4 separate regions of the Sus scrofa genome follow, and regions 1, 3 and 4 are each linked to region 2. A link is a contact called in public Hi-C and HiChIP or PLAC-seq data. All regions are on one chromosome and are shown on one strand. The core of a region is the stretch at or near the end of the contact, and the rest is flanking DNA. Distances in the headings are between cores, read along the strand shown.

Region 1 (6,620 bases), core at 2,654-5,153, 1.0 Mb after region 2:
TAGATACATGCTAAACACTGTCACATCTATTTGAAAATAAGTAAATACTCCATTAATATGTGTGAACATCTTAGAAGCAAGTCTAAAATTTCATTGTGTCAAAAGAGGTGCTCAGAAGGCTCAGAGGAGAGACTGATTTGAATCAACGCCAAGAATGAATGTTAGCACTGACTGAATCCTAATAGAGCCCCTGGAACCAGTGAGTCATTGAAGGCACAGCTCTTTAGAGACCATCATAAGCCAATACTTAATCAGTCAACAATAATTTCTGAGGATCTACTATGAACCTAAAATAGCAATTTGGACTGAGTCAAAATATAATCAAATCTGACATGAGCCTAACCTGGACTTTAACTATCTAGTAGTGAAGCTAAGACATGCAAATGATATCCAAGGAGTGCACCTACTGAGTACTAATACATGGAGCAAATAATTAGTAAAGAAGTTTTGCAAAAGGGGAAGAAACCTAACATAGGAGTGCTTACGCGTGCTCACTGGGCTACAGACATCATTTCCTTTACATGGTTCAGCAGTTCTCCACTGGGTATCACCGGTCCATTTGGAGATGAGGAAGTGAGTAAATGCAAGATGGCATTATATCCTCTCAATCAGTTCTTCCTAGAAAGAGGGATGAAAAGATCCCAAAACAAAAACTGCAGGATGAAAACCTTCTCACTGTGAGTAGCTCCCAGAGCTAAAACAATGACACTGAACAACAAACATCTGAGCAGAGGCAGAAGGAACAGCGGGGCAGAGAAGAGGGAGGGTGTGCAGACAGCATCAGGCTAGATGAGGAGGTCAGGCCAGGCCAGGTGGAGGCTCTGTTCTCCCACTCCAAAAGCCATGACTACTACTCCCTCTTGGCCTTGTGAGGGCATAGAATCAGAGTGAGAAGTGAACCGAGCCCTTCATTTGGAGCTGAGGATCATGTACCTTGACCCTGAAAGGCATGATGGTCATACCTTGACCATCAAGGCATATCACCTTGATGGTCCTTCTCTGGCTGGGAGTAAGTTCAAGCTTCCGATGCTTATTCACCCTCTTTCCACTAAATCACACCCTCTTTCAAACCAGGTTTCTCAGCATCTTCTCATGCTGTTCTCTTCAATTTCACACGAGGGAGGGGCTGGCCGCACCCTATCTGAGTGCTGAAACCAGGAGCACTTCATACAAAAGCCTGTTAGATTGCCATGACACAAAACACAAAAACGGGGTAAGGGAAATAAGCCCTGAGCATGAGTAGCTATAAATAAAAGCCCCAAACTAGTGAAAGTTTCTAGATCTCTTTTTTATTTAAATGTTCCTCATTTATATGCAACCAATTCACAAAAGCCCACACACCAATCTGTAATGCACCTGGTATTGTGAGAAATTGCCAGTTTGGTGGTGTCGTGCTTTTTTCCCCCCACAATAGATGCTGTACAATGTCATGTCCTCAGGGTACATCCATCCCCTTTCCTCTTTCTTTAACGAATCCCCCAAAGAGATAGGTTTATAAAATACCTCCCCAAAAATGGGCTCTATTTATTCCCTCTCATTTTAGGAACACCCATCCAGGTGCATTTTGAGACAGCATGTATGCTTCATAGCTCTTTCAAATGTGACCTTGTACCCAACCTGCACCACACCACACCCTGGTGTAGTTGGCTAGGGCTGCTGTAACAAAGGACCACAGACCAGGTGGTTTAAACAACAGACATTATTGCCTCATGATTCTGGAGGCTTGAAGTCCAAGGGTAAGGTGTTGGCAGGGTTGATTTCTTCTATGGCTTCTCTCTTGGCATGTAGACAACCGTCTTCTTCCTGTGTCTTCACACATTGTCTTCCATCTCCGTGTAACTTTGTGTCCAAATTTCCCCTTCTTGTAAGAACATCAGTCATATTGGATTAGGACCCATTTGATCTCATTTTAACCTAATTACCTCTTCAAAGACCCAAATGTGGTCACATTCTGAAGTTTGGGACTTAAGAATTTTGGGAGTCACAATTCAGTTCATAACACTCTGTTTTTCCCCTGCCACCTCCAATTTTATGTCTTCTTACATGCAAAATACAATCGTTTCATCCCTACAGCCCCCAAATTCTTAACCCTTCCACTGTCAACTGTAAGAGGTTGCCTCAAACAGCTCAAGGTGCTGGCATTTGAAGAAGCAGAGAGGGATTAAAATAATGTCTCATTTTTACCAGAAACTTGAGTCTAGTCCTGGTTTCTAGCACCACAGAGAGAGGCTTTGACTGACTGGGCCACTTCCATGGGGAGAGTTGTGAAGTTCAGAACTTGGTTGGGAGAAAGAGACCTGTTTCTCCTGAGACCCCTGCACTAAACTTTCCGGGTGAATTGGGTAAGCATCTATGGCAAAGGAGAATGCATTTCCTATTGCCTCTTGCTCAAAAGGAGCTGATCTCCTCTGTTTTAGGAAAGGAATACAAGGAGCTGATTCAGCTTACACAGTGTAAAAATAGCTAGGTGGACAGCTTGAGTGAAACTTAGCAGTTCACCTGTTTTTCCTATTATCAACTGCATCAAGAAAGTGTATCAAAGATTGCAAAGTTAGAAGCCGTTGGAAAACCGAGGCTCTGTGGAAAAATGGCCTATCTTAAATTGAGAAGTGCTGGGGAGCTCGCTCGGATTGAAAACAGGCAGCTGCTTTGCATGCTTCCCCATGAACAGCTGCCAAGGGAACGGCAGTCAACAGGAAGCCTTGACAGTACTAGTACCACGTCGGGGAATGTACCTTGGAACATTTGCCATCAGTGGGATTCCAGCAGATCACATCTGCAGGGGAATGACTTGGGCTTCCCATCGTCATTTGCCAGCCTCCCGAAGTTCAGTTTTCCTTTCTGGCTAGCCCAAGAGGCATTTGCAGGTCAAGTTCATTTTCAATGGTGCAAGGCTGGGAACCTTTGCAGTAAAGAGCCGCATTTATTCATGTCCACCTACTTGGACGCCTACAATTTCTGATTCGTAACATTTTGAATGTGCTATTGGATCCTTTAGCCTGGCTCACCACCTGCAAATAGAACTTGCCAGAGGAGGTGAAGGGAGAAATGTAGATAGCCTTTGAAAGTTCTGTTGCTACCCCTGAAGGCCATTCTGGTACTTTAAGAAATCACAGTCTACACTCAATTCTACAAAAGCCTAAAAGGGTCAAGTTAGAGATTTGACAAGGGAGGGGGAAGTTGGGCTTTAGGGCTTACGAAATATATATGTGTGTGTGTGTGTATCAATATATAAAATATATTTTATATAAGCTATATAGAATATATATTTAAATATATATAAACTATGTAGAATATATATTAAAATATATATTTTATATAAACTATATAGAATATATACTTAAAGTTCCATGTATAAACTATTTTATAGTTTAAATATAAACTACATAATAAACTAAATATGTTATTAATAAACTATGTATATTAAGAATATACATTCTGTATGTAAACAAACATGCACCACACATACATACTCACTCATATTACATATACACACAATACATATACTCATTTTTTAAGAGAGAACAAGAGGCAGCTTGAGAATAGCAAACATGCCCCAGTTTGCCCATCCTTAAACAGTATTAGTTGAATCTATCATGTTGACAATAGCCCCCACTAAGGGCAGACCCAGCAAACAACAAGCGAGGCAGGGTTCCCTCCTGCTCCTCCCATATGCAAATTGTGGAATGCAAGGGGCCTATACCGGGTGTACCAGTGGACTAAAAATACCTGCCTGCTCCATCTCTGTGGGGCTCTGCTTCCCAGGCAACAGGGGCCCCAGAGGCCCAGGCCCTAGCCGGAGGAGGGGCAGGGGCCTCCGTCTGCACCAGAGCTAATTACCGGAGGACCTGGACAGGCAGCTGCTGGGCCCAACTCTGGGTTTGTGAGCGCTTTGCAAGGCAGTGGTTCTAACTTTAGATCTCCACTCCAAACTTTGATCTTCCAGCACTGCTTGGCTTTAGGCAAAACATAAACTTGAGAGCTGCAACATGTTTTTCAAATTTTATTCCCCTGGCAGTTCTAGAATAAGGACAGGAATTATTTTCAAATGAGAATCTTTGACTGCATAACACAGGCTTCCAAAATTAAGCAGAAACACATGGCGGGCTCTTATTATTAAATTTCCCTTGGAAAACAATGGTTTAAATTATGGGGGGTTGGGGGGGGACAGCAGTCTGATAAAACTTTGAAACGTGAAGCCTAAAGTTTAAAATTAAAAAAAAAAAAATAAAGCTCTAGTGGGTTTTTGTTTGTTTGTTTTTAGATCATTATGAAGTTGTTCTGGCCTGGCCATTATGATTCTGAATCTACCAATGAGTAAAAAATTGAATATTTTGGGTTTAAAATGTAAGTGACAGTTTTGAAAGCTGGAAATCAGGTGCTAAAGGGTTTCCTGGCGTTGAGGGAGAAATTTGGGCTGCCTGATTACAGCATCTCCCTGGAAAGCAAGCATTTAATAAGGAAGGTAGAATTTAACTGTATCCCTGTCTATACCTGATTCTGAGTGGTGTTTAGCAAGAAACAGAACCCTTCTGGCAAGTGGTGCTTGCCCTTGGCTAACGGTATTCAGATGGGCCACAAGGAGGGCCATTGGCAATTCCTATCATCAAAATTAATCAATGTGCCGCTTTCCTCTTCTCCCCACGCCATTCCCAGAAAGAGATTTGGGAAGAGGATGTTCTTCGAGGCTGTACTACCTTAGATCTCTCAGGCGCTATTTAATTCTCCCTTCCCTTCCAGGACTAAATCAATTGCTACCTCCTTGATGAAGCCTTTCTGATGACCTCATTTAGTTTCCCCACGCGCTCGTTAGCCCACATCCTGATCCTGTGTATCATTCATTTAGAACTTATGGTTTCCTGCTGATGTGGTTAGTGATCTCAAAGCTACCTTATAAGACCCACAGTGGTGAGACCCAGCTCTTTTCACCTTTTGCCTTCCCCATTGGGCCTAGCTCAGTGCCCCAGGCCCATGGCTGTGTTCCTGTGCTGGGGACAGCAGGGGACACTTGCAGTGCTCCGGTAAGGACAGGAACTTAATTTTTTAGCATCACCCCGAGAACGTCCTGGGCAACAAATGTGAAGGGAAAAAACCCAAACTCCCTCCACCCCCGTCCCAAAGCCACCCTCAAAAGAGAGCTCGGTGGCACCATCAGATGGAGGTTGGACAGCTGGCTGGACAGTTAATACCACTGTGACCACTAAGCTGGACAGAAAAATGGAAGGGGAGATGAGAGAGCAGTGATCCCTACTTTGATTCTGCAAATAATGTTTTTTCTAACATTTTGTCAATACTCATAACCCCACTCCACTTTGGAGACCTGGCCTGTTTTTTAAGCTTTTCTAATTAAAGACAGGATTTCTGCACCACAGATGGTTAGTCTTAATGATATCAACCACCACCTCCCCCCCCCACACACATAGGTGTGTCCTGTACCATCTTTGCAGCATTTTTGAAACAGTATGAATAACAGTTGTAGGAAAACAAGAGCATCATTCACAAAACTTTGTTTAGGTAACTGAATTCCAGTTTGAAATAATTTCCTTTTCAATTATAAGAAACTTCCCTTCCTTTTTTTCTAAAAAGCCAAGCTAAGAAGCTCATTCACCATTAGGGGTGGGAATTACCTTGCCTGGCTCATGAGAAGATATCATGGGTCCAGAGAAAGAACTTTGCCTGGCTGTTGTCAGTGATTTAAGGTCTGGTCCAAGTATGGTCTTCAGAGCAGCATCACTGTCTGAGAGCTGGTTAGAAAAGCAGCACCTTGGAGTTCCCATCGTGCACGGTGGTTAACGAATCCGACTAAGAAGCATGAGATTGTGGGTTTGATCCCTGGCCTTGCTCAGTGGGTTAAGGATCCAGCGTTGCCGTGAGCTGTGGTGTGGGTTGCAGACACGGCTCGGATCCTGTGTTGCTGTGGCTGTGGTGTAGGCCGGTGGCTACAGGTCTGATTCGACCCCTATCCTGGGAACCTCCATATGCCGCGAGAGCGGCTCAAGAAAAGGCAAAAAGACAAAAAGATAAAAGAAAAGTAGCACCTTGGTTTCTACTCCAGACCCTCGGAATCAGAATCTCCATTTTGACAGGATTCCCAGACCCACTTGAATGTCAATATTGACTACAACTGAAAGGCCTTCTCCCACCAATCTGTCCCTTCAGCCTAAAATGGTCACTATAGAGATTTACAAGGTGGGGGTTATCCATGCGTTTTTTTCACATTTAAGTAGCCAACTCACCCAAGAGAAATTATTTATTGAGGCAATCAGCTACTTGATTCATCAGTTCCTTTCAACGAAGAAACTATGTTTTCAAGTGAGGAAAAGAACAAACAACTGCTTTGCACCCTCTGGGACTCTAGCGGGAGTCCCCTGGGGTCAGGAGGCCAGACCAGAGAGCGTCTCACCTGCTCTGGGACGTCCATATCCAGATGTGGGGGACAGAATCCCTACAGCAGCAGATTTTCAACAATTAGAAAATAATCTTCCCAGGGAGTTCTCACTGTGGCTCAGTGGGTTAAGAACCCAACATGGTCTCTGTGAAGATGTGGGTTCGATCCCTGGCCTCGCTCAGTGGGTTAAATATCCAGCATTGGTGCAAGCTGCAGTATAGGTTGCAAATGC
Region 2 (6,156 bases), core at 2,836-5,335:
TCAAGGCTTTAAATAGTTCCTGGGTGATCACGTCAAAAAGAGAGGTGTGGGAGATGTCTTGCCTCGGGAAGGTAGGAGAGAAAGAGAACTCTTCGAGGGGAACAGTCTGAATGAACACAAGTGAAAAGCTTTGGGGGGGGTTTGAGAGATATAAAAGAAGAAGTAAACTTCATTCAAAAAAACAGAGTCTCCATCTCAAGAAACAACATGGAGGATGCGAATTAACCTAAATTCAGTCCTTAACTGAACTCAAGGACTATCCAGGTTAGCTTCTACGTTAAAATCCCATGAATCTGAAATGGGCACAGAATAGAGATGATAATCACAACCTTTCAAAGGTGGAGGAACACAGGGGAGGTTATCTACTCAATTTAATGTACACATAATGAATATTGGCTTAAAATGCACAGCTCCGAGTCTTCCCCTGGAGAACCTCTGGGTAACTTCCACATTGCAATAAGAATCCACTAGGACAGAGAAGCCCCAGTCAGTCAGAAATGGAGCGGTGTTCTTGGGTTGTAGCACAAGCTAAGTAAGCCAAGAACACTTGTAAGGGAAGGAGGGAAGAAGCCAGCAAGGAAAGATGCTGGAAGACTTGGCTCATCTTCCCGCAGGTTAAACTCCCTTCCAGATGGGACTGTCTGCCTAGGAGGTGTGGGGATGAACACTGAACTGAACCCACTGGAAAGTGCTCCCTTTCTCTGCCATCTGATTCTCCTCACTTCCCCTGCCAGTCTCCCTCTCTCTCTCCCACCCATGACCTCTGCTGATGCCAAGGAAATCAAGGTTACTATCAATTCATGTCCACGTTCCATGTCACAAATAGGCTGTAATGAGGGAAAAGAGAACAGAGTCGAGTTTCTGCCGGTCCTGTCCTGAAGTTAACAATTTGGGTAAGGTTTTTACACAGTGAACATGTGCCATGCCTTTTCCAAAGTGGGCCTCGAAATGGGAACTTGTTTTCCAAAGGTATTCAGGCCAATAGCCAATCAGAATTGATTCTCCACTTATAACTAAGGTGGTGAAGTGAACAAAACTGCCTAGAAAAGGAAAGCATTGCTTTACACCACAGTTTTGGAGGCCTGAAGTAAATGTCCAATTTACACCACAGTTTTGGAGGCCTAAAGTAAATGTCCAAAGAGTGACCTTTTAAAAGAAGAAGATTCTTAACAGTGAGTTAAAATGCTGTACTGAAACTTCAAAAGAATCCATTGATATGCACGTGTTATGGTCACTAGTTAAGTTACCAACAGCTGAGTGAACTAACAAAGAAGTTGCTAAGGATGTAAAATGCCCTCCTTGGGATGTCTTACTACCGTGGCCAGGAGTCAGGAAACTCTAGTAATGGTGAAAAGGTGTAAGCTTGATGCTTCCAGACTTTTTGAAACTGTGGTTGAATTTATAACAAAATTTATCTCAGAAATTATAACAGCACTATAAAGGCACATCAAAGTCCAATAAAGGAATTAAATGAAAAGGTGGCATCTTCTTAACTCCTACAGGACAGCAGGTTCAACCTTGAGAATGACAGCCTTTAAAAGGGAGGTATCGTCTTAGTACAATTCATTTAGTTTGCAAATAAAAACAATCCAAGGGAACTAAGGCAAAGAACATGGGTATCATGATATATATATAAAAAAATCTGATTATCAGATTAAAGTCCAAGGAGACAGATTCTAATGTAAAGATATTGGGGACTTAGGAAAACCAATCAGAAACTATTTTCCTGCATTGTTGCATTTTCTGTAGAATGGAGTAGCCAGGAGGGGAAAAAAAAAAAAAAAAAAAGGAGCAATTTAGATATTGCTCTTCTATATCTAAACATGTTTAGGATAAAGCTGGAAAATCAGTACTTTTCTACTTCTGAGGTAAGAAAAAAGTTACAGTTGCATGTACATCAATTGAGCTTTCATCTTGGCTAAGATTTCTTTTAAGAAATATTTTCAGAAGAACATTTCTGACCAAATTTGTAGAATTAAGCATAGTTTTACAAATCGACTGCTTGCATTTGAATCAATTACAAATTGTTTTTGCCGTGTGTCATTATCAGCCCTGGGTCCAAATTCATAAATGCAAAGACAGTTTCAGCTTTCCTAGAGTATAGGCATCTCAAACGATGCTCGGTCTCTAGAGTAAGCCTTTCGTTTTTCTTTTCAGCTGCAGATTTACCTGCCAGGAAAAAACAGAATAGTTTCTTCCCGTTCTGTTCACTTCATCAAAGTCCAATAAAGGAATTAAATGAAGCGACAGTATTATATACTGTTACCTAGATCTTGACCTAGTAATGGATTTGATATCCTTCTTGTCGTCATCTAATTTCTTGTCCTCGGAAGATTTCGTGTCTTGCAGGTTTTCGTCACCCTCGTCGTCGGACTTGATCTCAGAGCTGCCGGAGGAGACACTCTGGCCCTGCAATCCTGGCGGCATGCCTGCAGGAAAAAAAAAAAAAAAGAGAGAGAGAGAGAGACCAGGTGACACGGCCACCAAAGCCTTGATGCACAGACACGCACACCCCAGGCTGGAGAGCTGCCAGCTCCACAGTGCAGACTGCCGAACTGCGATCTGTCACTTTTTTCATGCTCTTTGGTGAAGTTTCAAAAATGCACCTGCGGAAACAAGTTTTCCCTGCATTGGCTCTGAGGTTAAATTCTATTTTGCAATCTTTTGGAGTAGATGGTAATTTCACTGTCTACAAAACATCAACTTAATTGCAATGAAAATCATAATCATGAAAATCACACACCTCAATGTTCTGATTAAGAACCCAAGTAAATATCAGCTATTATATTGAGTTTCTTCCATATGCAATGATTTAATAGAAAAATGTCCTTAAAATATAATTCCCAGGGAGTACGCTAAATATGTACAGTCAAGGCTTCAATAGATACCCTAATGAAATTCCGAAATTAGGCTTCTCTTATCCTCCAGGAGTAATCAGCATTTAAAAATGGTACATATGGAAAGCAGTTACTTGCTCACTGAAGACTTTACTAGCTTTATCACTGTTAACTTTCTAAGAGCAAAATGTATTTTCTACTCTGGCCCTAATGTAATCATTCATTTCTGGGGCAGATATGTGTCTATTTGCTATTTCTTCTATTTGTAATCTGTGAAGTCTAGGATCTTGTCACTCAAAATCTGGTCAGTGGGCCAGGAGCATTCTTATTTCCTGGGAGTTCCTTATGCTCCTGGGAGCCTAAGAGAAATGCAGAACCCCAGGCCAACTGAATCAAAATTGGCATTTTACCAAGATCCTCAGGTTGTGCTCATATGGTTGCTGGTCGAGGACAGAGAAAGAAAACCCAAAGGCTCTTTAAAAGAAAGGACCATCACAGTATTGCTAGTCAGATAAAAATGGGCAGGCATACCACATACATAATTACCACTCAGATGCATACAATGTCTAAGAGGTGGGAAAATGCTTACCCGTATTGATTCTTGCGGCAATGTTATCATTTTTATTCTCAACAGGAGGGGGAGGAGAGGTTATGTAAGTGTCCCCTAGTCACCTAGCCGGCCAGTCAATGGGGAGTCTGGGACCCAGGTCTTGCCCTGGCAGCACCACCTCCAGAGGTCACAGAAAGTTGACGGGAGTCAGTGGTAGGAGGTGGTCCTGCCACAAGTCCTAGGGGCTTGATGACTCAAGAGCAAAAATCATCCAACCAAGTTCCATGTTTTAAATGTACCTGCATTTCCGTCCATCTTACACAACAAAAGCCATTTCCTTCCTTCCTATCCATTTGGAAATATCATGTGCAGGCTGCAACTAACCACATTAGAGGTCCTGAACGAGCACAATGTGGAAATAGCTAAAATAAAATTTCCTCTCATCAGTCTGTTGTCTCATTCCCTGCTGAAATAGTCGTAGGACTTCAGAGGATGCTGGAGGAAAACAGTGACCGAAGAAACACAATTAGCCAGCTCCGTTTGCCCATTTACTTACCATTTTTTGGATCAAAATGGATTCTTGGTTTTCTGCCAGTGCTTCCTGAGGGATGAATGCCAAGTAAGCATGGGATTAACACTGGATCCATTGTTTCAGTGAGGTCAGAAGTGGCCCTCCGGGGCGGACCTACCTCTGTAAGGGTCCTGGGGTGGGTTCAAATCAGGGGAAGTTGCAGACTGGACAGGAAGCTGTGGTACTGGAACCTGGTTTGGGACAAGAGAATGGCTGCCCCTCAGGGCCACGCCGTCTTCACGATGGGCCCCAACCTGCAAGGGGGAGAGGAACTGTAGAGATGAGTGGGAACCAGAGGTGTGCCAGCTATTTATTTCCGGGGGCAGCCAGGACCCACTTAAGGAAGGCTAGCCTTTGAAAAACAATACTCCCAAATGCATCTCACTAGAGGGCGCTGAAGGACCACATATGCACCTAGAGTCCCCAGCAAAAAACACTTTGAGCTCCGTAAGATGCCGTGCTGTACATTCAGTGACAAATATGGCAGAGTAGCTCAGGCAGGTAAAACGTCAAATTGTCTCCCAGGGTGCTGCAGTGGAGCGCACTGATTCGTACCCATCTGTCTTCTATCATGTCCGCCAACAGATCTGACAATTATCTTAATGCCCATATGCTTAATTGTGGGCTTCTCAATTCCCCCATTGCTATCGGAAATCCTACAGGAATTTCAATTTGGCATTCGACTTTCATTTCAGGGGATAAGATTCTCAGGCCTGCCATTTTTTTTTTTCCATAATGCCAGCTAAGCCTCTGACAGCGGAAGCTACAGCAGTATGGGACATAGCCCCTGCTCGGTACAAATATAATAAAATGTCACCTGGCTTTCCAAAACTGGCAGCCCATTCCAAATTAATGTTTACTGTATTTCATCAGCTGCTGAGTTCCAAATCCAAAGGGGGACCGTTTCTGCCAATGCCACCATACCGGAAAATGTACCAATAAAGGTTTTATTAAACACACCAGTAATGCCATCATTGCCATGCAAAGATGTTTGGACATTTTTCCATTTTTTTCTTCCTTCACTATTCTGATCCTAGGAAGACGCCATATTGTGAACACTCTCCAGGCTTCCAAGAATAAAATTATAGAGTAGAGCATGATGCCTTGGTCTGCAAAAATTACCGCTGAGCTTTTTATTAACTACTACTACCACCTACACTCTGGGGTCCAGAGATGTTGAATTTGTAGCACTGAGACAGCAATTGCTGACTTTACAGAGTACCCCTTCAAGTAAGACCATTAAGCACTTGCAAACCAGAAGGAACATGAGTAGTGTTTTTGCTGGCATTTCCAAGTAGGTATTTATTTTCTTGGCCTATTGTTAAGTGAACATTTACACAGGACAGTGAGGTCTAGCATTAGAAATATCTATCTATAAATTTATACTGCTATGAATCAAAAAGTATAATTTTTTCCAATCTAAAACATAAAACCACAAAGCAGAATCTTCACCCATTTGCTACCCAACATTTTTAAAGAGATAAGAATCTCCTTTTAAATAGTAGGAATTTGAACTGATAACAATGCAACTCATAGAACCAAAGGAAGCCCGTGCTACCTCAAGGCAGCCTAGTATAAAGCGTCACCTTCATATGCTCCAAAATAGTACAGAAGAAAATAATTCGGGGGGAGAGGGAAGGGTCATATACATCATGCTCAGATTCAAAAATGCAACAAGAACAAAACTATTATAGATAGAATAGATAAACGACAAGGTCCTAGTGGATAGCACAGGGTATCTTCAACATTCTGTGATAAACCGTAATGGAAAAGAACATGAAGAAGAATCTCCCTATCTCTCTCTCTCTATGTATCTATTTATCTATATCACTTTGCTGTACAGCAGAAGTTAACACAACACTGTAAACCAACTATACTTTAATAAAGTATATGTATAAAAGAGTTACAATAAAATACAGCAAGAAGGGCAAAGGATTTAAGGGCTGGGAAGCATCAGGAATGCTGTAGCTGAGACATCTGAGGAGGCTAATGCTGTCTGCCACCTGTGTGCCGTGTCCCTTCCGAGAACAGTTTGAACAGTAGTTATTTAGTTTCTATGTAGGTATTTCAAATACACTGAGACCCTGATTATCTTGCAAAGCAGCTCACTCCATTTTCACAAGTTGACTTCTTTATACATTCTACCCACTGGTTCTAGTTTCAGTTTCCAGAGTTCCATGGACTAAGTGTCAGTGCTT
Region 3 (6,418 bases), core at 1,163-3,662, 780 kb after region 2:
ATTGGAAAGGCATTGGATTTATTGTACATTTATAAGACATGGTCCATGAAACAGCCATACATTTAAACTCAGGTAACATTATGGTAAACAATGGAGAAAAGGAATTAGCATCCATTAAAACATCTAGCAATTACTAATCCTTTCCAAGCTAAAAACAGCTTGTCTTCACAAAGTCATTTGAATCGAGTCCAATTGTGAGACAAAAACATTTTACAATGCAGACATTTTGGGGAGACAATTGTCCATGCCTTTTAAAAAGGTGTATTTTTAAAGCAAAGACAGTTGAGTGCTGAACTTTCTCTGGAGGTCAGCTCTCCAGTAGCGTATGTGATGATTTCATTACTATCCTGCCACAGCTTCTTTTAAGAGATGGAAATGAGAAGTTTTGGGTTTCTTTTCTTAAATTTTCATCACCTCTGTTAGGGACGAAAATATGGTTTCCCCTTTCAAATGATTATTTAAAAATGTAAAAGTCAAGCAAACCATGAGCTTTCTACCAGATTGTCGATACTAATGGTCATGAGAATTGGAGGCAGGATGGTGACCCTAGCACATGCTGTCTTTTTGGAAACATTTGTAAGGGTGGCCTGGAACCTGTGAGGTGAGAGATAATTTAAGAAGTAATCTTATATGGCAAGAAAGCCAGCTTGAAAACTCTCTGGAAAAATAAGCAAAATCAAAGGCCATTGCTATAAAATTTCCAAAGTGGAATGTTGTGAAATCATAGAGAAAATCTCTAATAGAAGGGTAACATGAAGCATCAAATCTTATCCAACTATTTCACAATTAATCACAGCTATGTTAGGTGTCACTGGGGCTATATGCTCTAAATATGTCATTAAGTCTTTGCTCTGTGAAATGATGGCAGATAATTTATTTATTTCATATGTCATGGAGCAAACCATCATACCAGTCTTTCTTTTTAAATCTTTTTTTAAAATTCTCCATTTTACTTTATTTTATTTTTAGGCCACACCTGTGGTATATGGAAGTTTCCAGGCTAGAGGTCGAATCAGAGCTGCAGCCCAAGCCACAGCCACGCCAGATCAGAGCCGCATCTGCGATCTACGCAGCTTGTGGCAATGCCAGATCCTTAACCCAATGAGCGAGGCCAGGGATTGAACCTGCATCCTTATGGATACTAGTCAGGTTCTTAACCTGCTGAGCCACAACAGGAACTCCCATACCAGTCTTTCTAAGAGTCTTTTCCTGTTGTCTTCCCATCAGCTAAAATCTAGATGACACAGACATTGCCAGGGTTTTCTGGACAACAACAGAATCAAGTTTTTTTCTACATAGTTTTTCCTCCCAGAAAACACCTCACTTAGGTTTAACCCATCAGGGCTAATCTAACTATACTAAGAAGGGAACAATAACAGAAGTATCTCATTTGCTAACTTCTGCCCTCATTTGGTTCATTTTGAATACTTTATTAAAAATAAAATGTATTATCACCTCTTCATTTATCTTCCATATCCAGAAGGTTTGTCTGAAAGATTGATCTAATTCCGGACACTAAGGGAATATCACTTTGTTGGCCGATCCAGAGGGTCTTTCTGATGTCCTAACCCTGTGGTTTTAACTAGAGGTACATTTTCCAATACAGACTTTCCAAATGCAATTTCCTATCAGTGTGCGCAGAGAAACAATGCTGACAGTATTTCTACTCATCTTTTACTTTACGGAAAGGTGATTATGTAGCACATGACTAAGTTTAACCAAAGGGATGGGGAATCCAGTGGGGTAGAGGCCTTGGCCATGAGCATTCAGGAAGCTGGAGCAGCGCCACCTGAAGGAGTCAGGAGGCCAGTGGCCGGATGTGCACGGATCCCTGGGGGGGTGGGGGTGGGAGAAGCCAGAGCAGCTTAAATGGTCAAAGAATTAAATGTAAAGTGAGCTGCAAGGGTCAGATCTGGATTGAAGCCCAAATTCTGAGTCTCCGCATCCGTCCGGGGATAAACTTGGCTCCTAATCAGGGCTGACAATTAGGCCGTACAGTTAATATTTTTACAGCTGTTTTATTAATAACACATACAGTGCATCCAGCCAGGATTTGTTGGAGACACCTCAGGAAAACGAATGATGTAAATAACAGATGGATGTAGAATATTCCTACAAACAGGCATAAAGATATTCCCTTCTTGTTTAAAAAGAATTTAAATAGACAGATTGTAGATAAACAGGCAGACAGAAAGGGGGAGAGAGAGAGGATTTATGGTATTTGAGGTAGTGGCTGTATGCATTCTCATAGTAGAGACCATGGACATAAACACAGAAGCTTTCTATAGGGAAGGAGAGACTCGAAGGCTTGGCTTCCAGAAAAAATAAATTCCACAGTACAGGAGGCTGAGCATGGCAGCATGGGGGCTATTGGAAGCAGGTGTGCTATGTGGTTCCTCTAATACCTCCTCTGATATGCGTCTCAGGTCCAGAGACCACTCATGTGGCTTGCCTGGCCATACCCCAGCCTAGCCTCAATACACAGGGTGGCCCAGGGCCTCTGTCCTCCCCTCTTTCTACATCTGTCAATCTCCTATCTGAAGACCCCATGCCTGCTCACCCATTTTGCCTCTGAACTGGGAGCCGTGATATTTCCATCTGAAAAGAGAAATAAAAAATTCAGGATCTTCATGTCTTTTGTTTTCACTCCTACTATTTTTTTTTGTACTGCTTTTTCATGTGCCTGCTGCACTGTGCTCCTACCATACTTTGCAACCAGATGGCTCAGGAATGAAGAACAAAGGCCACTAAAAAGTGGGCGGGGAGAAAAGGAGAAAGAAGCAGAGAGCTGAAAGTCAAGGCGAAACCAGAGATCGGAGCAAAGCTCAAATGCTTTAATCACTGATGACTTTTTGTTGAATTATGAGCCTAGAACAGATATTCTTCTTGGTGATCCTGTGCATGGGGGAGTGTATGTCTGTGTGTGTGTGTCAGTGTCTGTGTCACACACTTATACATCCCTGGTCCTTTATTTCACTGATAGGGAATCAAAGCCAGAATCCTATTTTCTTTGGTCCATCTCCATGTTTCCTGACTCAAATCAAATGAGGTGTGAGACACCTTTACCCAGAGGGAGATTGCTGAGCATTGATGTGGGCACAGGGAGTGAATCCTGGCACCTGGAGGGAGAGTTGTGGTGAGTTCAAAGGGCTCAGGAGCTGTGAGACCTGCCATTTCACAGCCTGGTGACTTTAGGCAAGTCACTTCCCTTCTCTCACTCTTAGTTTCCTTCTCAGGAAATACCGTCCTTGAAGGGATGTTGTGAGTGTTAAATGTGCTAATATAGGTGAAACACCTTGAAAATTAGAATTCTAAGCACCCAATGAAAAGATTGTGGTTATCCTGGAGTATTGCAACTTCTCCCAAAGCTAAAAGTGGTAAGAGTGTCTTCAGTGCTTTTCTGTGACCTTCTGCACTCTTGAGTTTTACACTGCACTTAGATCCCTACCTAAGCTGCCTACCTCTCCAGATTATGCCCTACACTATCAAGCTTTCCCTTGACCCCCTCAGTGGAACTTAATGTTTGTGTACATTGGAATGTTGTTAGATTATAGGGTGACCCAATTGTGACTTAGGCTATTAATTACTTTGTATGTGAGCCACAGAAATATTTCATTTTTAATCAGGAATTTCTGTAGATACAGTGCTTCAAAGCAAAAGGAATGACTATCTAATGGTAAAATTTAATGCAGGTTGAGGAAACTCAATAGCTTTAGGAGGGAAACATTTGTTATTCTCCTAGTATGAGCTACACACAAAATCCTATTCTGCATCCTTGTAAGGCCAGGCCAGCATCTATGATTTGTGGGAATATCAATTAGGAAAGAAGGAAGACTTCATGTGGGATTTATAAGTACTTCTGCTAAAGCCTTACATATCCCTTTCTACCCTCCAGATAAGCTAAAGTTTTCTTCTCACTATAGTATGTATAGTTATACTCCTCTTTCCAGACCCAGACAGGGTGAGGATGCTTGTGAAAACGTGTGACTTCATATTTTTTCATTTCATATGAAATTGTATCTACGGCTTTTGCTTCTCTGATATCATGGGAGACAGTGAGGGGAATTCAGGTTCCAGATGAGCAAAATGAAATATAAAGCGAATGACTGACTCCCTCATCTTCCAAGGCCAAGGAGGTATTGGGAGTGCACAACGCACCTTTCCTAGTCAAGAAGATGGGGGTTTCATCCTTCACATGGGAATCCAGGCAGAGTCCTGTATCATGGGCCACCCATCTGTATCATGGGTTGAGTGGCTAACTCATGGCTCAGAATCTCACATGTTTGGCAAAAAATTGTAAGAAAAATTAGGGAGGGCTTGCAAGTCAGCGACCTTCCTGCCAACGTATGTTTTGAACCTCTCCAGGATTGCTTAATTTCCTTAGTCCTTATAAAACAGCATCATGATTAGCTAACACATAGGGTTGTGGGGAGGGTTCAATATAATGACACATGGAAAGCAATGAACATGGTGCCTGGAAGCTTAGTTAAGTGTTAAAAAAAAATGCTATATTTTGTATTATCATGATGGGCTATGTGAGCATGCCCCTTCCATCTTCTAGAATCATAAAATATTAGAGCCAATGGAAACTTAAAGGAGTGGTTTTTAAACCTTTTGACCAGAATCTCTAAAGAGGAATTCATTTTTCTGTAGAACCCAAGACCAAAAATAAGTATTCCTTGCCATGGAATTATTTGAACATTTTTCAAAAATTGCTAAAAACAGGGGTTTGTTTGTGATTGCTTCTATTGTTTACATCTTTATATTGTTTCATTTTTAAATTTAATAAGTATATTGTAGGGGAGCAAAACAATTTCAATATGCATATATATTGAAACAGACATTTCATGAAATAAGATGTACTTTTACTGCTTTGCCATGCATTCTGATATTTTCCTTTTGGTTTGATTCCATTTTTTTATTTTTTAAATGTTGGTTGTGAAGTTCTCCTGTGGCACAGTGGGTTAAGGATCCAGCATTGTCACTGCAGCAGCTTGGGTCACTGTTGTGACGTGTGTTCAATCCCTGGCCCAGGAACTTCTATATCCCACAGGCACAGCCAAAAATAAAAATAAAAATAATTAAAAAATAAATGTTGGTCATGACCCAGTAAATTGTTTTAATATCCCACTAATGGGTCATTAGTAATGGTTTGAAAACACTAATATAGACACAGCACTTCTTTTTACATGTAATGAAGTAAGGCTTGCTGTGGCTTGATGTTCAGTAGCTGTTGTATGACAAAGGCAGTACTGAGCCCTGAACTCGGGCTCTGAGTTCTCAACCCCAAGAGACTTACAGTCACTGAGAGGTGCTAGGCTGCAGACCCTTGCCTTGCTGTTTTATGTCCTAAAATATCTAGACCAAAGGTTCTCCATGATTCGTTGCCACTCAGAACAGCCAAACAGACGTGTGCGGGTCATTCTGAACATACTTGAAAATTTCCCAAATCTTAAGAAAGATCTGTTTTCCGCACTGCACTGGCAACACAGTTGGAAAGTTACTTGAATGTTTTTCAAAAATTGTTTATAGATTTGAAAACTGTTTGGGGTTTGTGATTGCTTCTGTTGTTTGCCTCTTTGTATCATCTCGTTTCTCAAAATTTAATAAACACTTTGCAGAGGAGCAAAATAATTGGTCACACACTTGTGGGTTCCCAGATTTGTTTTACATGTGTATGCAATACAGTGTAACTCAAAACATGTTCAAGCCCAGTGCATCAAATTATCTCTGATGCTGTGGTTGAGACCAAAGCAGAAACATGGCCCCAGACCACATCACTCACGCACGGGGCCTTTTGACCAGAATTGCTTGAGGGCCACATTCTGGCCCTAGTGACGTATGTGGCACATCACGGCCCACAGCTGGAAGCAGCTGTGACAGGCTTGCACAGAGGGCTGAGGACTCAATCTAGGTCCGTCAGTGCTGGGGGCTTCGCCTGGTTTGGAAGCAGCAGCCACTGAAGGATGCCAGTGGTGGCAGTGGCATCTTCTGCCCAGTTCCCGTCACCTGGCCAAACCCCTGCCCCACAAGGGGCTGGTAAGCAGGCTCTGTCTTGGGTCCATTGTAAAGCAGGTAAAGACTGCATTGTCTCTTTTCCTGCTCTATCTCTTAGCTCCAGGACCTTCTCCCCCCCCCCCACCCCCCGTGAAACATACAAGCCCATGATTCACTGAAAGGGTGCTAAAGGCCTTGTGGCTTTTCTTTTGTCCCCAGTCCTTTGCTAGTCTTTCTCCCTATAGAGATCATTGATCTCTTTTTTAACCTTAGATCATCCACTTGTTGGTTGTCTAGAATGTTGAAGTTCATGGGCCAATTTCAAGACCACCTTCGACTTGCATTCCATCCCATTTCATCACCTAAAAAGGCCTGGTTAACTTGCAGCGTTTACTTTTCTGTAACCTTCCCATGAAGAAGA
Region 4 (6,794 bases), core at 3,189-5,688, 600 kb after region 2:
TAAATCATCACCAGCTACCTCCGTGGCCTGGGCTGACTTACGATAGAAACAGAAGTTCAAAGGCATGGCTGACAGCCTCCTTTAAAAACACTTTTACAACACAGCCAACATCTTCTGTTTTCTGACATTCTTTTTCAAAAGAGATGCTTAAAGCAAAAAAAGGTTTCCTGCCATGAAAATGACATTAATATTTCGTAAATCAAGAATGAAGATAATGTTTTGGCTGCTGGAGAGACGTTTACCTTATGTCGTTTATCTAAATGCTTTTCGATTAAAACATGACACAATTTTTGGACTGGCTTTAACCGGAAAAAACAATTCCAAGAACTTTCATATTTCAGAGCCTAAAATTCTTTAGTATATTCCTCACCAGAATTCACTGTGGAGGATACAGCCTTTCAGCTCATTGAAAAAGACTTCCCAAATAATAAATCTTTTCCAACTATCATTTGTATGCACTAAATCAAGTAATTTACTAACAGTCAAAAGAGACCTTCAAATGAAAACCATATAAACATGTTTAACTTTTGAGGTAACTGCAGTATTTGCAAAGCTAAAATATCTTTTATATTGACCTATTAAAGAACTGATCTGTTCAAAGAACAAATATTTTGTATCAAAAGAGCCAAAAAAAAAAAAAAACCCAGCAAAAACCTTTATAGGTAATAAATCCTCTCAAATGAGCATCTCCTGGAGAAAGAATTAAAGTCACAAAAATGATCATGAATTTCAAAGCTTTTTACCTATTTGAAAAATATAGGAAGGAATGAGGTGTTGGAGGCTGTGCCATAGGGTAAATATATAATTTTATAGTATTATACACAAACACTGTTGATTTTTTTTTCTTACAAAGTTGCTTAAAACAAGCAGTTTATCTCTGACTCTTTGTCATATTTTATCTATAGTTAATGAAAACTCTTTTTCCTTTTAAAACCTTAAGAGTGTTACCAATTGATTTTGACACATTTAGATTTGGGAAAGGAAAACACACTTATAGAGCAGCTATTTCAAAGCATCGAGGAGAAAAACAGTTGCAAAAAAGAAAAAAAAAAGGCATAAAGATTCTGCCATAAACCATTCAACAGCCAACGGAAGACTACAATTAAGGCCAAGCTGATTCTCCAGGGAATGCTGAAGAACAATTTCTTTTCCGACTGTGTATACCACAGAAGAACTTCCCCCATAGTTCCTAAGGCCTGGACTAATAATTTCCTGCAGGAGATGAGTCCTGTCCAACTTGTGAGGGGCTGAAGCTGGCTGTGGCCAGCAGGATGAGAGAGAGGGCAGGATCTGGAAAAAGAATGCACAATGGCTGTCTCCAGAAGAGTAGCTAAGATCACCAGCCTTGCAGATGCTGTAGCACATCATTAATAACAATGATCAAAAGAAAGAGACTATCTTAACAGCTGTATTAAATTATTATGGAAATTGGCATTTTAAAATGAATTCAGGGTGAGACAATAACAAAAGAGCAGCTACTTCTGGGACGGGTCAGGTTGGAAGGCCAGATGATAATTCTTGAAGATAGAGCAGGTGTGATCAAGTAGATTTCTTCTTTCTTTCATTTTCTCTTCCATTTGTAGAATTTTCAGAAAGGTGGTCTTCCCCCATAGCACCTGAATGCAGTGAGCTGCTTTAACAAGATTGTGTCCTCTGAAAGGTAGTGGAACTATCTAGTACTATAAAAATAGGTAAATATCCTTATAAGATCTGGATGAAAGATTGCAACAGTTTATAACTTCCAATTTAACAGTAATTAACTATTACTAAACTCCAGTTTCAAAAGGAAAGGTTTTTTTGTTTGTTTTGTCTTTTCCCATGGAAGCAAAAGATTTTGAGACAATCTTACTTTGATGTAAATATGTTGTTTTAATTTAAAAAAAAAGTGAATTACATGTGAGGAGCTGCTCTAACCTTTAGTGGAAAAAAAGGTTAAGAAAAGTAATTCGGAGTTTTCAAGGTGTTTTCTATATCCTGGGTTCTTTTTCTAAATAATGATTAATGTATTAGTCCTTTTTTTTTTCAGGGCCGCACCCACAGCATATAGAGGTTCCCATATGGGTCCTAGGGGTCGAATCAGAGCTGCAGCTGCAGCCTACACCACAGCCACAGCAATGCCATATCTGCAGCCTACACCAATGCTCATGGCAAGGCCAGATCCTTAACCCACTGAGTGAGGCCAGGGATTGAACTGGTAACCTCATGGTTCCTAGTCAGATTCATTTCTATTGCAACGCAATGGGAACTCCCCATGAATCCTTTTTATATAGGTTGAAAAGGTCATGATAAAGCGATTTTACTGAAGTTATAAAGTTGTCAGAGTATCTGATGAAAAGATGAAAAAAAAGGTCAGACAATGAGGTAGATGTTTGTCCCTGCAAACCTGATATCCAGTTATGGCTGAATGTTTTTCTTGCTCTGTGCAAGTTTTTGTCCCTGGTATAGCTCTAAGCCGGATTTAATGACTACAAAGGTACTGTGAAAGGTCTTTTCCTCACAACTCTAGAATGGGGGACAAATGCTTCATAAGTGGTTACCATGTACCACAAGCAAAACAAAATCCTCCATGAAACACTTGAAACTTACCCCTCAAGCAAGGAGAACATAATGAGACATTAAACTTTTCTCTTGAAGTTAGTAGGACACCTGGGGTTTCTTATTCTTGATAGAGACTTGAAATGGACATCAGCTGACAGAAGGTAACGAATATTTCAAATCTGGGTGGCTTTGATTGTGTGATTATTTGGAGAGAAGAAGCCTTATCCAGTTCTATTTGGGCAATAGTTTTATCCATTTTGGTGACACCCATGTTCCATGACTCTCTTGAGCGCAATCTGCCAGTCATTGCTAGAGGTATTAGAAATATACTTTCTGGACTATTTAAGAGAAAACCTTCCTAGAAACTTCCTGAGAACCAGTTGCCATCATGGTGACTTCTGGCTATCACAGTATCATCTGCGGGACAGGAAGAGAGCCACCAGCACAGTGAATTTTAGAAGCCATCCTTAAATTGCCTACTGTTTTCTCTGCTCTTGATTGTCCCCCAATTCCTGCATATTTTAAACATACAAGCCAGTAAGGACCTACATAGCAGCAATGAGCTCAATAACCCTCCATTTTCATGGGTCTTTAAATTTTATTTTGCAAGTGTGCATGTGCAGAGTTTTGATATTAGCTCCTCATCAGGATTTTTTGGTTCTGGTTACATATTGCAAATTATCAGTAGATATACCTTTTGGGAAGTGTTTCAGATGTTGAGTCCTCTCACCAGCTAAATGCAAATCTGGGGTTGAGGCCCATTCCATTAAAATGCAGAAACATTTTAATAAAGTTTAATTGTCATCCTAATGTACAACCAAGTTTGAGAACTGTTGCCCTACATGGTCTCATGAAATAGAATGCATACACAACCTTAAAACATGGGAAGGTGACATTTTTTTTTAGTTCTGTCACTCACCAATAGACTATAGAACAATCATGTAGTAAATGGTATACCATTAGTCTGAAGGAATTCCTACACTTCTAGGAGTGCTCAGTTTATGCTTTGGGAATAATTTAAAGACCCAGTAATTTCAAGTTCCTGGAACAAGAGTATAGTTGTCAGGGTATAGATGAATATTTAACAGATATAGTGGAAATATCCAAAATGGCTTTGTATTATCCAAAGAGTTTTGCCCTGTTGAATCTGTTGGCTGTTTCTGCTCCAGTCTGAAGACTTAGCAGGTTCTTTCTGCACCTCAACATCATCGTCATCAACGGCACTTAGTCTCAGAGGAATGATTTGAGTCCAGAGAACCGATGGGGCTCCAAAATGAATAGCCACGTAGCCCTTTAAAAATACCATGTGCACCTTCAGGTCAACATGTCATTCATTCACATTCTGCAAGAGGCTGAATTTCCATTCCAAGAAAGACTTTTGAGTTTTTTAAAAATATGTTTTCAGAATGGAAAAAATGTGGAAAGATAAGGTCTTCTGGGGGAGGAGATCATCCCTGGGAATGACTTGGAATGAGTTTTCCTGATGAGTTATGGGAGCATGAACACATATCCTGTTTTCCTTCTCAATTCAGAGAGGTTTTCACAGAGACGCCTGTGTGCTCCAACTCATTCATTCTGTTTGCACGCCTTTTTCTAAGACATCTGAAAGGAAACATTGGCTCAAAGGTTCCATCCCAGGTGTGATGAGGATTTCTGGAAGGACAGCTCTTGTTGAATGTCATTATTGTCTGCATTTCATTTTTCCTTTCTAAGGAATTCCAAAATGAGCGATCCACTCTCCACCACCCCAGATGTTGTTGTAAACCAGAATTTTGGAACATTTGGACTAAAATTCAATCCCCTAAAGTTCAGCTGAGTCCCAGCTCTCCAACCAAACGCTGACAAAAATGTATTTGTGCAATGGTTCACATGACTTCCTCTGCGCTCTGTGTCCCTGGCTGCGTGACTCAGTCCCAGATGAGCTGACACACCGTACTGTAAATTTCATAACAACCAAACTCCAGGAGGCAAGAATCAAGGCCCTAGTTCGTGTTTTTTGAGAGACTGAATTTCTGGAAATATCCTTTAATGTTGATTTTTTTTATATATATATATAAGACCTTCAAGCAATGTTGTTTAAAGAAACACCTGGAAAGAAAGAAAAAAAAAAAAAAAACCCTAAAAAATTCAAGTCTGTTGAAAAGTTTCCTATATAGCATTGGCAGTCATTTCAGTAAGACTAGTATTTTGAAGAGCATGTCTTAGGGGATAAATGTTCATCATTATTATCTTGTCCATACTTAAGCAGACCATTTGGGGAAATGTCAATATTCATGATTTAAAAGCAGTCAAGAGACAGGCCAATATATAGTTAATAAAAAGTGTTTTCAAAGTTTACATGCAATCTCAAATGTTAGATTTTAACTTTACAAATCTCAGTTTTCCATTCCTCCTTCTGCTCACCATTCACCTGTGTTTGTCTAATAGAAACCAGTTACTACAGCTCTGGTTACACATCTGCTTCATGCATGTGCAATTACAAGCCGTTTTAGCAACTAGTAAAACTACAGGTGTCTGGGTTTTAATGTAACCATTTTAAAAGAGCAGTTCATGGGCCTCTGATTATTATTTTTTATAGCTGGCAGTGTTCCTACCATAGACTGCCAGCTTAAGGGTTAAACGTAGTTCTGTTGTTTTCTCATTCTGGTAGAATCTCTGAAATCATTTGTAAGTTAATTTCTTAAGCTTGGAATTAAACCTGGAATCCATTCTGCCAAATACAGTAATCATTGTATTATCGACAGGCTGCACTTCTGTTTCTATATATGTCTTAAGCAACAAATTATTAACTGGATTTTGAATGCTGGATGCTAAAGTCATTAAGTAGGTGTATCTGTTTGGGTTGCTTACTTCTCTACCATAAGAAAGACCACAATTACCATCCCATTATTACTTTGATAAATAATGTTAACACATGGTTTCATAACAACTGTAGAATGTCCATCAGTGCCCTATCAATCAGTAGTTCAGCTCTGTATAAATAAAAAATTGGAGATTTCATTTTTACCTTTCATCATCTGTGTACAACTGGAAGATGTAAGAGTTCCAAGAACTGTTGCAACAACTATTGAAATCCATTACTTCTGTTAAAATACTCCAAGAACACACTCAGCTACTCTTAGAAGAAAAAGATGGGTATGGAAAAATTTTAAGTGGAGAACACTGATTTACAGATTAATCTAATTAGACTAAAATTAGGATTTAAAATGAAAACAAAAATCCTGTCCAGGGCCACCAAACTCAGCACACATTGAAGGAGGGACAGTCAAAATCAATTACAAACATGACTTTGCCGCACAGTAATAGAGTCAGGTTGCACAGCTATATTTAAGGCTCTGGTGACATTTCTATTTCAAATATAAGCATCATTTTCTAGGGATTTATTGCTCACCCATAACAATTTTTAGACGGGATCATTTATGAAATTCTAGCACGTGGCTCCCAAACCAGATATTTTTATTTATGACTTTTAAATTAATAAACAGAGTTTAAAAGTTTTGGATGAATGAAGACAAATTAATAGTTTAATTGTGAAAGTTTTCTTTGTTAAATAAAGTTTGGCCACTTCACAGAAGCATTAGAGACTGTAGTTAATTTTTCAGTAATATATTTTCATTTGCCCTTTAACTATAACAGCATGGTGATGTTTCTGTGGCAGAGATGGAACCTAGGATTGATGACATCCCAAGTATTTTAATCCTCTATATGCTAATTAGTTACTCAAATTAGAGAAAGAAAAAATTTCTTATATTTTATGATAGCTTTAAAACACAATAAAAGAAGACAAACTTTCTAGAATATGTGAGAATTTGACTCTCGGATTATTTTGAATAATATTTTAAATGTGTTAAAGTACTTTAACATGTTTAAGTATTTTTTTTTAAATGAAATTCTTATTTAAATCCTCAGTAATGATTGTTGTCTTCTAGAAAAAGTCATCATTTTAAGGTACCTGAAAATCAGTTTCTAGCTTACCTTTCCCACATCAGCTTTCACTGCTTCTGTTTACAAATCCTGCTCCTTAGCTAATCTTGACTCTCAGCCATTTTCCAGACGCATCTGACCTACGTGCACTTTTACCTTTTCTCACAACCCATCTTTATTCAAATCCTTGTCATTCTCCCAGGCCCAGTTCAAATACCACCATCTCCAAAAATGTTTTACTCATCCTCTATACAAAAATAATTTCTTCTCCATGAACACTGAAAATATTTGCTTTGTCCATCAACATATGCATGGATGAAGAAGACACACAC

The links. Hi-C and Micro-C count contacts between places; a contact is called where the count stands out from the background. HiChIP or PLAC-seq counts read pairs in DNA pulled down with a chosen protein or histone mark.
Region 1: an H3K27ac HiChIP or PLAC-seq map of skeletal muscle shows a contact between it and region 2, with 18 times the contacts expected there. The contact joins two enhancer-like sites. A contact is called at or near these places in 3 of 47 Hi-C or Micro-C datasets (heart right ventricle, mesenteric adipose tissue and retroperitoneal adipose tissue) and 1 of 2 datasets of contacts at active chromatin or transcription factors (skeletal muscle).
Region 3: a Hi-C map of subcutaneous adipose tissue shows a contact between it and region 2, with 2.3 times the contacts expected there. The contact joins two enhancer-like sites. A contact is called at or near these places in 4 of 47 Hi-C or Micro-C datasets (heart right ventricle, psoas muscle, skeletal muscle and 1 more) and 1 of 2 datasets of contacts at active chromatin or transcription factors (skeletal muscle).
Region 4: an H3K27ac HiChIP or PLAC-seq map of skeletal muscle shows a contact between it and region 2, with 6 times the contacts expected there. The contact joins two enhancer-like sites. A contact is called at or near these places in 6 of 47 Hi-C or Micro-C datasets (embryonic fibroblasts, heart right ventricle, mesenteric adipose tissue and 3 more) and 1 of 2 datasets of contacts at active chromatin or transcription factors (skeletal muscle).

The regions. Positions count from the first base shown.
Region 1 is chr1:105,719,483-105,726,102 of Sscrofa11.1, forward strand. No RefSeq gene overlaps it. Among named protein-coding and RNA genes, the nearest start is that of TXNL1, 290 kb to the right of the region's middle. Within about 2 kb of position 3,904, at least 18 of the 83 cell types and tissues checked have an H3K27ac peak or open chromatin away from gene starts, as enhancers often do. A contact at or near this core is called in skeletal muscle, where this site is marked.
Region 2 is chr1:104,722,361-104,728,516 of Sscrofa11.1, forward strand. TCF4 (transcription factor 4) reads right to left here. Exons shown (of 20, transcript XM_021093491.1): 16 at 4,077-4,212; 17 at 2,267-2,429. Among named protein-coding and RNA genes, the nearest start is that of CCDC68, 250 kb to the left of the region's middle. Within about 2 kb of position 4,086, at least 20 of the 83 cell types and tissues checked have an H3K27ac peak or open chromatin away from gene starts, as enhancers often do. A contact at or near this core is called in skeletal muscle and subcutaneous adipose tissue, where this site is marked.
Region 3 is chr1:105,506,394-105,512,811 of Sscrofa11.1, forward strand. No RefSeq gene overlaps it. Among named protein-coding and RNA genes, the nearest start is that of TCF4, 430 kb to the left of the region's middle. Within about 2 kb of position 2,413, at least 8 of the 83 cell types and tissues checked have an H3K27ac peak or open chromatin away from gene starts, as enhancers often do. A contact at or near this core is called in skeletal muscle and subcutaneous adipose tissue, where this site is marked.
Region 4 is chr1:105,323,438-105,330,231 of Sscrofa11.1, forward strand. No RefSeq gene overlaps it. Among named protein-coding and RNA genes, the nearest start is that of TCF4, 250 kb to the left of the region's middle. Within about 2 kb of position 4,439, at least 9 of the 83 cell types and tissues checked have an H3K27ac peak or open chromatin away from gene starts, as enhancers often do. A contact at or near this core is called in skeletal muscle and subcutaneous adipose tissue, where this site is marked.